Linked DNA regions of Pan troglodytes: region 1 is linked to region 2. The links are chromatin contacts, called in public HiChIP or PLAC-seq maps. All regions are on one chromosome and are shown on one strand. Each heading gives the region's core, a stretch centred on a gene start, on an enhancer-like site or on the middle of the called end of the contact. The rest is flanking DNA. Distances are from core to core; before and after follow the strand shown.

Region 1 (6,044 bases), core at 3,167-5,666, 410 kb after region 2:
AGTGTTTTATATGAACAAAGTACTGCAGAAGTTAAACCTGTGTTGTATTTTTTCTGAGATGTTTTGCTTTAAGAGATACTTTTTGCTCAGTTTTTATATGCCAGATACAGAGAATTTGTAGCGGTTATTTTTGTATGATCTAGTAACTTGCAAACAGACCAAATGGGTGAGAGGCGGGGACCGTGCAGCTGTCGGCTGATGAGGAGGCGGCCGCCCCAGTGCTGATGGAGATGCCACTTTTGTGTGACTGCGAACATTAAAGCACAAAAAAATCCAACCTGGAGTTGTGTGATTTTGATACCAAAGTAAGTTCACTTTTCCCCCAAAAGGAAGTTTTTATTTTTCCAAGATTTATAACTAAAGCATACACTTAGATGACTTATTAACATTCACTTGATACAACGTATAAACAAAATAGTAACAGATTCTGAGTGGTTATTTTGTGGACTGTGACAAGCACTTCAAATACAAAATGTTAGGAGGGCAAAACGGTGCGGGCCCTCGTAGGTCAGGCAGGCACCAGTGGGCTCCTTCCTGCTGAAAGCTGCGGCTGTGAGATGAGACCGCTGGCTGGGTCACAGAGTGAAATCCAGCGTTCCCGTGTGCGGACGAGGAGACAAGCTGTCCTGGCCAGCCATCGCACCCCAATGTCTTCAGCTTGATGCTGCTTCTCTGCCAGTGGAGCCTCCTCTACCACCTGGGAACATCCCTGGCCATCTGTCCCTGAAGTCCTCACCATGACGCAGATCACAAGGCACCCACTAAAGGGGCAAAGCCAGGAATCCCGTGCCATGTGATCGCCCCGTGTGGCACCTGCCACTCATCTGCACCAAACGCACTGCCACTTCTGGGGAAGAATAGCCCAGGGAAGCTGCTGGTCTACGGCCTGCCTGAGCTGTATTCCAAGGGTAGAGCAGCTGCCTGGGGGGACCCTGTGGGTCCCTTTTCTATAGAGCTGGGACAAATCCACAGCCCTGCAGTAACAGCCTGCCACAAAGAGCAGGCACCTGGAGGGCCCCACACACATAGACCAAAGGACTGAGCCCGCCTGGCATTCCTCCCCTCACACCACAAATACTCAGCCCTGCAGCCAGGGAAGGGTGGGGTCTCCCTTTGCTGCCCAAGTGTGCCCCCTTGCCCGTCTGATCTCTCCTGTTAGGTCAGCCTCAGTCAGGGCTTTGTGCCAGGTCCTGTCCTGGAGTCTCAGTCCGGGACAGCAGCCTGGCTCTTAGGCAGTCCAGAAGCAGCAGGGCAAAGGGGGGCAAATACTAACACGGGGTGTCACGGGATGGCCAGGAGGAGTCCTGCTCGCCACCCAGGCTCACTGTTGTAAACCTCCATCTGAAACCGCATCTCGGATGACCTCAGATTGTGCTGGGAAAGCCTAGTTAATAAATCTGCCTCATCTCGATTACTGTAACATTTTGCTGCACTTCCAGGAGAAAGCGAGAGCCCACAGAGTAAGCCCACCGGGCAGGTGAGCAGCGTGCCCCCGCCCCAGGCCTCCCTTCTGGACCAGAGGCTGACTGGTTGAAGTCAGGAGCCACGCAGCCCTTATGGACTCACAGGGGCTTCTGGGCTTCCCTGTGGGGAGGCCCAGTTCATGCTCTGCTGGCAGGTGGGATGACCAGGTCAAATTCACAAGTGTCAGGGCAAGGGCGATGTGGCCTCAAGTCCTGGTAAGCGCTGTACTTACCCTCCCCTGGCCCCAGGGGTCCTGTCTGTAACCTGGGGGCTTTATGTAATGCACACTCCACCATGTCATGTAGAAGGTGCCGACTGAACCCCAATCTGAAAAGGAAAACAGCTGGCATGAGGCTGGCCCGTGCACGGACGCTCACGCGCCTGCTGCTGTAGAGGCGAGACGTGGTACACTGTGCGCTCGGGACAAGATCTGAACGGGTCAGAAGCTGCCGCTGATGTTGAGCCTGGAAGCCTCAGCAGCGGCTCTATACCTGGAACACCCAGGGCCCAAGAGCACCTGCTGCCGCAGAGACATTTTCTCTATGGCTGGCAGCTGCAGGTGGGGACTCAGTGAAGGCTGAGAGTGGGAGTTATCTGAACTCCCCTGCCTGGCCCACCCAGGGCGACCCAGGGGTGACTGGGAAAGGCAATTGGGCTCCACTGCTCCCCAAATAGCAGCGAATAAATAGTGAGCGGCAGGGCACTGGCAGCGAGGCTCCCTGCTTGGCTGGTTGATTGAGGACAGGGCACGCTTGGGCCAAATCACGAGGCTGCCACTGGTCTTGCCTGGAGAAGATATGAAGGCTGTAATCCAAGCTCCCAGCCACACAAAATTCTGCTGGGCTCCTTAGCTGTGAGCAGTGCCTGCTCCAGGCACATCACCCACTGCATGTGCAGAGACCATTGCCCTTCCTGGGTGCCTGGGAGCTCTGTGTGCGTGTGTGAGAGAGAGAGAGTGTGACAGAGAAAGAGAGCCCCTTTCCCCAGCCTCAACAGCAAACCCTTCTGGAATGCCGTGCCACACGGGGCGTCACTGGACTGCAGAGGATGCTCTGAAGAAGCAATTCTGTTGCACAGTCCCCTACAGCAGCTCCTGCACTTCTCGGATTAGCACGCCCCCGAGATGAGCTCTGCACACACACACACACACACACACACAACACAAAAGCAACTAAAGAAGCAATTTGGTGTGGTGATATTTGTAAAACAGAAGTTGGGCAATGTCTCTAATACTCTTTTTAGGGAAGTGGTTCTATAGTCCTGCTGACAGTAGGTAGCAGCGGGAATGCTGTCTCCTTAGAACAATGTTGTCAGCACCCAGTATGCTTGTCTTTCTGTTTTCTGGGGCAGTGGAGGGGGCAGCCTGACCACCCAAGTCTCAGATCACCCAAACCCTATACAACCACCCAGCACCCATCAATGTCCCCATCAGAGCCCCCCGACTCCACCTCACAGTCTATTCTGATGCTGTAACCAGATCCCACCTGTAAATCATCTAACAAGGAGGTCAGGCAGCTCACTCAGGCTCCCCGGGAAACCTGCCCTGGCCACTGCCCTAAGTTGATTTACAGAAATGTCCAGCGCCCCAGAACTTCGGGGCATCACCACTGTCGTTTCAAGAAAGTGTGACGCATGTCCACAGGTTCCAGCCAGGTGAGACTGCACCTGCTAACAGTGGTCAACAGGTCAGCAAAGATTAGGGCCCAGCACCCAGAGGGTCCTTAACCTGTACTTGTGGCCAGGATTGGAAGACTTCCGTTCACGGCTGTCCCTGGCACACAGTACAAGGAATGTCACCAGTTCCCAGGCCCAGCAGGCCTGCAGGGCTAGGAGATGGCAGTGTCCCCTAGGGGCTGGGCTGGGGCCCGCTCCACCTTTCCACCACCATCATTACAGGGACAACTCTGCCAGGAGCTATCCTCATGGCCAAGTCCAAAATCCAGATTTAGTTTTACCTAAATGTTTTGAAATGAATTGGTATAGCAGTTACAGAAGAAATTTATCTGGAGTGGCCACTCCTGATTTTTATTTCAAGAGGTCACCAACCTTGCCATGTATCTGCCAGCAGATGTCAAAGGTGGATGAGCAAGGGACCCGCGGTGCTGGGAAATGGCACGTGAAAGTGACTTTGTGTTGCCCCATATCTGCCAGTGCTTAGAGAGAGGGCCCTGAGGAGGCACTGAACTGGCATCAGCTGTGTTGAACAGTCCCCAGGGTGACCCTCCCGGTGGCCCAGGCTTCGTGTGGTCCTCTCCCCTAAGTGCCTTCTTACAACTGAGAGATGGCAGCAAAGCTGAAGGAAGCCACGGCTTGCCCATGTCATCCTGGTTATATAAGACTCGGCACCCTAGAGAGAAAGACTCCCCTGGTGGCTTCGAAAAGAAAACGGCCGTGCTTTGCACTGCCTATGGAGGGACAGGGGTCCGCCAGCAGCTTCCAGGAGCTGAGTAAGGCCCCCAGCTCGCAGCAGAAGGACAGAGACCCCTACACACCCAGCTTAGGGAGAGAGGCCCCTGTGGACACGTGGCCCCTCCGGGGGTTATCCTCCAAGGGACATTCTTCTGATGGGGACATCCTCTGGGGGGATTTCTCTTGGGGGACAGAAATATTCCTGGAAGAGGGGATTCTCTGCGGGGCAGGCATCCTCCGGGGAGAGAATCCTGCTGGGAGGGCATCGTTGGAAGACATCCTTCCTAGGTACCCGGCTCATCTTCCGGGGACACCGTCCTCTGGGGGGCGGCCAGGCTTTGGGGACATTTTCGGGAGGGAGGATCTCCTAGGGCGGGCATCCTTGCGAGACGGGGTGGGGCGAATCCTCCCGGGTGGGCGTCGTGGGGTGGGGGTGGGCGTTCTGCGAGGGGCATCCTCCCGGGCGGACGTTGGGGGATTCTCGGGGGAGGGTGGGGCGCGGGGCGGGCGTCCCGGGGAGGGAGGGGCGTTGCGCGCGGACGCGGGCGGGGCCTGGGCCGCTCCGTCCCCTCCCCCCGCCCGCCCCCCGCGCTTCCTCTGCTTTCGGTTTCGCTTCCGCCTCCAGCGCGAGCCCCGCCGCCGCCGAGCATGGACGACCCCGACTGCGACTCCACCTGGGAGGAGGACGAGGAGGATGCGGAGGACGCGGAGGACGAGGACGGCGAGGCCGCCGGCGCGAGGGACGCGGACACAGGGGACGAGGACGAGGACGAGGAATCGGAGCAGCCGCGGGCGGCGCGGCCCAGCTCGCTCCAGGTGCGGCCCCGCGGCGCGGAAGAGGCCTGGGGTCCCCGGCGCCCCCCGCCCGGCTGCGTGGACGGGAGACCCCCCCCCCTCCCGGGCGGAGACACCTGGAGCCTCCTGGGGACCCCGCAGCCCCGGGGACCCCACCCCAGACCGGCCGACCCCCAGCCCCAGGGCCTGGCGGGGAAGTGCGGGGGCCGCGCGTGGGTGACAGCGGAGCTGAGCCTCCCGGGCCCCACCGTGTGTGGGCGCCGTTTCCCCCGGGGGTGCCTCGGGCGCGTCCCGCCCCCAGCCGCCGTGGCCGCCCCTGCTGGAACCCCTCCCGCCTCGGGCCCGCGCCTCGGCCTCCTGGCGGCCCCTGCGCAGGCCCCGCGGCCTGGGGCTGGGGCTGGGGCTGGGGCCCGGGCCGGGTCTGGCCTGGGAGGCTTCGCTTCTGCACCTGCGGGAGCCCGGGGCGGGCTGACGGGGCCTCCGCGTGTTACTTTTGTTACCGCCGGGCGCCTGTCATCGCCGGGGTTACTTTTGTTGCCGCGCTGGGAACGCCACACTGTCGCAGTCCGGCCCCCCGTCGGGGAGCTGGGATTTATCTGGGAGCGTCCTTCCAGCTGAGCTGCCCGGGTTGTGGAGGGCCGGGAAGTGCATGGAACTCGACGGCTCCGCATGGATTCTCCCCTTGGCACCCAGCACCGTTTGCGTTGGCGCCTGGCCATGGTGGAGCGGGCAGTGAGAGAGCACGGAGGGGCTCGGCCCTGTCGCCGGGAGGGCAGCGGCCAGGCAGGCTGGGCAGGGGGGTGGGGTCTGGCTCTGTCCCACAGGACGGTGTGACGCCTGGGTGGGCTCTTGACGGGCTTTCCTCACTGGAGTTCCTCAGGCCGCTCTCCTGAAGAGGTGCTCAGAGGCCCTGATCATCCTGCCAGGCGCCTGTGACCCCTGACCTCTTCCCTCTGCCTCCTGCTGTGGCTTCTGTCCACAAGCCCCTCCCCTTCCCCTTTGGACCCCTCAGGCCTCCCCAGCTGCCTGCGCTGGACCCTGGCGGGGCTGTTTCACTTTTTCCTGGGCAGTGTCATGTATGCACCTGTGGGCTGACTGGCCACATCCAGTCAGGACCCAGCCTCCAGAACTGACCCAGGGAGGCTCCTGCTGGCCCCAGGAAGGAGAAGTAGAAACTGATAACCAGGCGGAGCGAGAGAACCACACCAGCGGCCCTGTTGAGAAATCAGGCCGAGAGATCGGTGGCGGTGGCTCAGGCCTGTAATCCCAGCACTTTCGGAGGCCTGGGCAGTCGGATCACCAGAGGTCAGGAGTCCAAGATTAGCCTGGCCAACATGGTGAAACTGTTGTCTCTACTAAAAATACAACATTAGCCA
Region 2 (6,911 bases), core at 376-2,875:
ACCCAAGAGCTCTGTGTTGGCCCCTTCGCTGCACACCTGCAGGGGCTGCCTCTGGGAACAGCCGCCCAGCAGGCACTTGGACCTGTGGACAGTGGCTCCCTTTGAGAAGGAACCGCAACAAGCAGCCAGTCCTGGGCCCAGAGCCCACAGTCACTCCTGGAGGTGAGGGCTGTGGGAGGCAGGGTCACCCAGGGCCTGTGGTCTCTGGGAGAAGGACACAGGGTGTCGGGCAGCCAGGGGCCATCTGGGCAGGGGGCACACGCTGGACAGGCAGGGCTCATGGTTGGGGTTGCCCTGGGATGGGCTGAGGTGGTTCCCAGAAATGGAATCAAGGCAGGGGGACCAATGGAGACCCAGGGTGTGACAGGCCCAAAGATACCGAGCTGAGAGTGATGTGGGGAAGGGCGGGGCTCAGCAGGGAAGTGACAGGGAGAGGAGGGGTGCCAGAGACCAGTGGCTGTGGGATGGGAGATGTGGCTGTGCAGGGGCCTCTGGGAACAGGTGTCAGTGACAGTGCCAGGAGGACCCCGGCCCACATGCTGGGTCTGAGGAGGTGGGCATGGAGGGTGTGGCCCGGTTCAAAGAATGTGAGGAGATGCACAGGGCTGTCCGTGTGTCCCTGTGTCCCGGGCACTGATACCAGTGGATGGGGGTGGGGGCATGTCCAGAACCCACAGGGCTGGGGGTCTCAGGGGTAATAAGGGCTGAGTGAACCCTAAAACCCATTTCAGAGCACTGACAACGTGGAGATCCAGACCCCGTATTCAGGGGCTGGGAGAATTCAGGGGACAATGAACCCTACGTGTGGGGGGTGACAGGGCCTGAGGAAACCCTCAGCGAGCCCAGGAACCCCCAGTTCTGTATCCAGGACTGACAAGGTCCCAGGTGAACCCAACCTCTGTGTCCTGGGCTGATGAGGGCCCAGGTCACCTGACCCCTTTGTCCTGGCCTGATGAGGCCCCAGACTGACCCTGACCCCTGTGTCCTGGGTTGATAGGGGCTCAGGTCACCTGAACCTCTGTCCAGGGCTGACAAGGCTCCAGGTGAACCCAACCCCTTTGTCCTGGCCTCTGTCCAGGGCTGACAAGGCCCCAGGTCACCTGACCCCCTTGTCCTGGGATGATGAGGCCCCAAGTAATCCTGACCCCTAGTCCTGGGCTGATCCGGCCCCCGTCCCCGTCCCTGTACCCCGCGTCCTGGGCTGACCTGGCCGGGCCCCCACTCACCTCTGGCGCTGCCCATCCAGGCCGAGGCCGGTGGGCACCTGCGTGGGGCTGAGCAGGCCCTGGGGCGCGGGGGTCCTGGCGGGCAGCCCGGGCAGGCCGGTGGGGGGCTCCGGCGGCGGCGGCGCTGGCGGTTCGCGGGCCTCGGCGGGCGGCGGCGGGGGCTTCTCTCCGCCCGGGCCCAGGCTCGGGGGCCGCCCGTCCAGGGAGATGTTGTTGAGGAAGAAAAGCGCGGCCTGGCGGCGCCGCGAGTCCCCGCGCCTCCGCAGCGCCTGCGGCGGGGCCCGAGCGGCCGAGGTCGGCGCGGCGGGCGGCGGGGGCCCGGCGGAGCCAGGGGCCGGGCCCGGGGCTCCACTGGCCGCGGCCGCGGCCATCCTCAGACTGCGCCCGCCGCCGCGAAGCGCCCCGCCCCCTGCCCGCGCGCCCGCGCGCCCGCCGCCCATTGGCCGCGGCGCGCCCACATGCAAATATCTCGCCGTCGCGCTCTCCCATTGGCCAGCGAGGTGCCGCGCTCAGGGCGCTCCCCTGGGTCCTAGAGGCCGTCGGGCGCAGCAGCAGGGAGTCGGGAGCTGCGCGCCTCCCCGCCGGTTCGAGTCCCCGTCTTGGGACCTGCGGCCGCGGGGCTCCCGCTTTCTGTTCCCTTTGCTGTATGGCGGCCTTCGCGGATGGCCTCCATCGAGCGCGCATTTTAAGGCTCCGGACCCAGGGCGGCGTGGGTGAGGCCCCAGCACACTTCCCTGTCCGGAGGTGTGTCTGGGCGGCGCTTCAGCGGGCGCAGGGCGGCCCCTGGAGGAGCCCCACCGCTTCCCGGAAGGGCCCGCGTGCCATCTGGCCTCCTTCATTGACAGAAGGGACCGAGGGTCTGAGTGGAGAAGGCACCTGCTTGGGATCAAAGCCCCGGGCAGAGTCCTGCACTTCCTGCAGTAGCAAAGTGACCTTGAGCCTGCCTTGTGCCCAGGCCTGTTTCCTCTCTGTGCCCGGGTGCCCCTGACTTCAGAACCTGTGAGCCGGTGGCACCGGGATGGTCAGGGCCTGCCTCTGGAGCCCGGGAGCCTGTCTGCAGTCTGGAGGGGAACCCGCTGTATCTTTGTGGAGGGACTCAGGACCTTGCACCCGCCTCCGTGCCACCTGCCTGCTCTGTCCAGCTTTCTTTCATGGGTTTACGTATCTTTAAAGAGGGGACAATGATTTCAGCCTCAGGGTACTGTCAGGATGAAACTGGCTCAGTGAGGGGGTCGGGCTGTGGCTGGAGGCCAGGCACATGCAATGGTCAGCCCGCGAATGCGCTGCAGTACCCCGCACCTGCCCGCATGCACCCAGCCTCTCCTGTGCTGGGTGCTGGGGACCCGGTGGGACCGACAGGCACAGCGCTGGCCCTAGGAGCACCTGGTGTGTGGGGAGGCAGCATGATGGCCAACAAGGCAGTGGGCGAGTGGGCAAGACAGGGTCTTCATCACCACCCCTAGCATGGGCCCCTGCCCTTCAGGCCCCTACCCACCTCCTGCCTGCCTGCTCCCTCCCGTGGGCCTTCACGGGCCACCACTGGGGCTCACGCAGCATGCAGCACCTCCATTTCCTTTCCCTCCGCCCTTCCAAGTTGGCCTCCAAGGCCTCTGCCAGGCCTAGGGGAAGATGGGCAGCTGTCCTGTCTAGGAGAATGCGGGGCTGGGTGGCACAGCAGAGGGGTGGCTGCGGATTCTGGATCCACAGAATGGGGTGCTGACTTGTGTGCCTGGGGGCTCCCGTGAGCAGGGAGTGAGTGTGTCCAGCGCTGTAGGGTGCTGAGGCTGGGGCAGGCACACAGTGGGCCCTCCATCCCTGCTGGCTATCACCAGGAGGAGGGGCCTGACAGGGGAGGGTGGGCCATACACCAGCAGCTTGCAGAGAATCTGGTGTCAGATGAGAACGGAAAGGGGCGAGTGAGGGTGGAGGGCAGGAGGCAGGAGGCAGCTGTCCGTGCTGGCTGCAGCGCCAGGCCCTGGCGATCGGCTGTGCAGTAGGGGGGGCCCCTAGCCAGTTCTTCTTTGCTGGCGCTAAGCTAGACTTTGAGGGACAAGGAGGAATGCTGAGGAAGGAACAGGGTCTCTTCCTGGGTCTGGTGAACCCCCTTGCTAGGCTCCCGCTGCCAGTCTTCTCCCCTCCCCAGGGTGTCGATGGGTGGCCAAAAGCCAACCTGGCCTGCAGGCGGTGTGTAGGGAACACATGGCTTTTGTTTCGTGTGATTCTGGAGAAATTAAAGCAACCTTTAACACACCTGGACTTCCCTCTTGGGAGTTCAGTCCCTCTGGCCTCTCAGGACAACAGGCAGACATGTCACAGGCTGCAGGTGGGAGGCAGTGCCCCCTGAGTCAGGCCCGTACCCCAGTCTGGCCCAGGCCTCACCCAGCCCAGTCGTTGGCCCGTGTCCTGCCATCCCTGTGATGCGTGGTTTTAAATGCCCAGCTCACCTTGGTGCTTTGGCTGCAGAGGGCCCTGCTCATGAGTTTCGCTCCTTATTTTCTTTGGCTCTCACCCTGAACTCTGAGCAGGTGTCAAGCGCAGGGCTCTGTCTGGATGCTCCTGACTGCAGGCCTGGCCCTTGGGCTGACTTCTTAGTTTCCTCCTTGCCCTGGCACCCCTCCGTGGCCCCCACCTTTCCTTTCTGCCTGATCCTTGTCCATTTTTCTAGAGTTGGGGTCTCAGCAAACTTCCCAGAACATCCTAGCTCCTTGCCTACTTGGCACACTCCTGTTCATCCCTCAGAACCCAAATTCGGGTTGCAGGTGCCACCTGCCTTGACCTCCCAGGGACACCTGCTCTCCTCCCCGTCCCCCAACACTGGCCATGACTTGGTGCCATTGCTCCTTTGCCCACCACTCCCTGATGCCCAGCAGAGGTGTCAGTGCCCAGTGTCTCTGCCCTGTAAGGGGCAGTTCTCAAACTTCACATTTAGGAGAATTACCTCTGGGAGCTTCTTAAAACACAGACTCCAGGCCCACCTCTAAAGTCCTGGTTCAGTGAATCCGGGGTTGGGCCCAAGAATCTGTTTCTTAAGCTCCTCCCACAAAGCTGGGAGGGACTGATACTCATCCTCCCCCGAGGAGCAGACAGCCTTGAGTGCTCCCGGTGGAGTCCTGGCGAGCTGCCCTGTGGCTGCCAGGCCAGGGACTAGTGAGGAGGGGCAGGTGCACACGGCCACCGCTGTTGCCAGGCACTTCCCCGAGGGTGCCCTGGTCCCTTCCCACTGCAGACTCTGCAGAGGAGCTGGTTTTATTCTGCCCTCCCGCAAGGGGGTGACCTCCAGTCCCTGGCACAGTCAGTGGTGTCCTGGGGCCCTGCCAGACACATGCACGGTTCTTCAAGTGTTTATTCTCCGTCACTCAGGGGACCCGGTCTGCGAGGGTGCTGCCGCCCACCGTCTCCCTCCACCCTCACTGCCAGACATCTGTTTGCTGTCAGCCCACGAGGGGGCGTCCAAGATTGTGCTTGGAGTTTGGCGGGCAGGGGTGGGGGTCCGAGTGGTCCGTTGCCTCCCAGAGCGTGGGCACTGCCTGGGAACGGCTGCAGTGCACAGCAGGGGTAGGGCTGGGCTGGAGCCTGAGTGATCCCGCCTGCAGTCCCCACACCCCTCAGGGAGCAGGTGCTGGGCTGTGGGATGGGCCGCAGAGCATTTCCCAGGTGGGCCGAGACGGGGTGAATCGCCAGCCTGAGACCCCTCTTGGTCCTCCAGCCCCTCTTGAAGTGGGCCAGGATGTGCCCGTCACCGGCTCTTCGGGGCTGCCTGCTGGTTGGGTGGTGTGCCCTCTCCAGGCTGTGGTGAGCAGGCAGAGAGCTGCCCTGGGCTCACTGTGGGTTCAGCTGAGACTGGCTAGGTCTTTTCCCAGGGTTCTGTGCAGGGCTGCCTGCTGGTTGGATGGTGTGCCCTCTCCAGGCCCTGGTGGGCAGGTGGAGGGCTGCCCCGGGCTCGCTGTGGACCCTGGTGCAGGCTGGCTAGGTCTCCTCCCAGGGGCTGCTGTTGGGGGAGGGACTGTGGTCCTCGGTGTCCCTTGGGCTCCCGGGCCCCTCAGTGGCTGTCAGTTTCCTTCTCCCTCTGGACGGCTTTTTGGAGGCTATGGGAAGTGGCCGGAGGTCAGACCGGAGCTGTGTGCCTTCCTTTGAGGCAACACTGGCTCTCACCTAGGGCCTCCTGGGTCTCCTCTGGGCACGGGGAGCTGGGTGCTTGGGGAAGTTTGCTGGCCACCATTGTTCCTACAGAAACCGGTGCCCAGAGCAGGGATAGCCCGATCTGAGGGTGAACCCTGAGAATTGGGTGGAGGGTGGACACTCTCCCCATTGTGTGACCCCGAACACGGCGCTGACCCCAGTGGTCCCCTTCCTGCCTTGGAGGGAGCCAGGCCATACTGGCTGGCCTGACACTGGCTACGGGCCTCAGCAGGTCTGCCCCCGGGCTAGGGCCACATGGGAGGGGCACCTGGTCCCTGCGATGGTCCAGGGACGGGGATCCTGCCGAGATGCTGGGCTCAGGCCATCTCTGAGGCACAGCAAGCTCAGGCTCTGAGTTGAATGGGTCAGGTTTGAATCCTGACACAAGTCCCAGACCTGTGACCTTGGGCAAGTGACCTCTCCCCTCTCAGCCTCAATTTCTGCACCAGCCAAACGGTGATGATCCTACCTGCTGGGCAGGGTCGTAAGGCTCACAGGCAGCCACAGCTGCACCCACTCTTCTGGGGCACCAGGCACGAGGACGCTGGCTCTGGCGCTGAGCTGTGCTCATGCTGGGCAGGGACCTGCTCTCACTGACCGCCACAGCAGTTTCTCAGGAGCCCCTGCCAGCGTCCCTGGTCCCGGCTCAGGTAGGAGCACAAGGGGGTGCTGGCTCACAGACTGCACCCCCCGGGGCCATTTCCACCCACTCAGCAGGAAGTGCCTCAAATAAGGGGCGTGCTGGTCTCTACTGCTGCTCCGGGCAGACGCAGGCCATGGCCACCTGCCAGCAACAATGGCACACAGTGGCGGCACCACCCCGCCTGCTGCCTGCGGGCCTTGCCCGGACAAAAACCAGGGCCATACAATTAGGTGTTCAAAGTCTCTCATGGGCTCCTGGACCCCAGCTGGAGCTGCCATTGAGCCCAGAGCAGGAAGTGAAAAGTTGTCCCGATACCCTCGGACCAGGGCTGAGGCTCCTGCCGGCATTACTGGGAGGAGCTGGGTCCAAGGACACTGCCCTTGGCAAACACTGGAGCCGTCCGCAATTCCCCAGGGGAGCAAACGTGCCCCCATGCCCCTTGGGGCTGTGCCTTCTGCGCTGACCCTGTCTGCAGGTGGACAAGGGGCCCTGGGGATCTGCTCCTTGTGGCAGTGGCTTATCCTGTGCACCAGGACACCCTTCCTTCCAGGATGATGGTGGGGACAATGACCATCCCCTGGCTCCTTCTCTCACCGAAATCTCCTACGATCCCTAATGTCAGCCCCCTTACAGGCGAGGAGACTGAGGCTCAGATTTGGAAGGACCTGACCCCAACCTACACAGTCAGAGGCTGCGCAGGAAGGACTCACTCCGGCCACCCTCGCCTTCCTCTGTGGGGTTCATTTGGGGAGGGTTGAGGTTCATTTTTGGCTCCATCATTCTGAGGCTGCCATTCTCCAGGCAGCCAGGAGGAGAGGTGGCACTGGGGAGAGGTGGGTGCTGTGGCTCCCCTCGCCCCCTTC

The links. HiChIP or PLAC-seq counts read pairs in DNA pulled down with a chosen protein or histone mark.
Region 1: a contact with region 2 is called in an H3K4me3 HiChIP or PLAC-seq map of stem cell-derived excitatory neurons, with 9 times the contacts expected there. The contact joins the promoter of OGFR here to the promoter of CABLES2 in region 2. A contact is called at or near these places in 1 of 7 Hi-C or Micro-C datasets (induced pluripotent stem cells) and 1 of 1 datasets of contacts at active chromatin or transcription factors (stem cell-derived excitatory neurons).

Annotation. Positions count from the first base shown.
Region 1 is chr21:69,124,034-69,130,077 of NHGRI_mPanTro3-v2.0_pri, forward strand. It overlaps OGFR (opioid growth factor receptor), which reads left to right and starts at 4,417. Exons shown (of 7, transcript XM_016938265.4): 1 at 4,417-4,689. The coding sequence starts at 4,522. It overlaps LOC104003646 (a long non-coding RNA gene), which reads right to left and starts at 5,236. Exons shown (of 3, transcript XR_676346.5): 1 at 5,117-5,236; 2 at 1,697-1,791; 3 at 311-761. MRGBP (MRG domain binding protein) reads left to right here. Exons shown (of 5, transcript XM_016938269.2): 5 at 1-277.
Region 2 is chr21:68,719,993-68,726,903 of NHGRI_mPanTro3-v2.0_pri, forward strand. CABLES2 (Cdk5 and Abl enzyme substrate 2) reads right to left here and starts at 1,626. Exons shown (of 10, transcript XM_024352053.3): 1 at 1,227-1,626. The coding sequence starts at 1,597. It overlaps RBBP8NL (RBBP8 N-terminal like), which reads right to left. Exons shown (of 15, transcript NM_001280338.1): 15 at 4,552-5,311. The coding sequence ends at 5,193.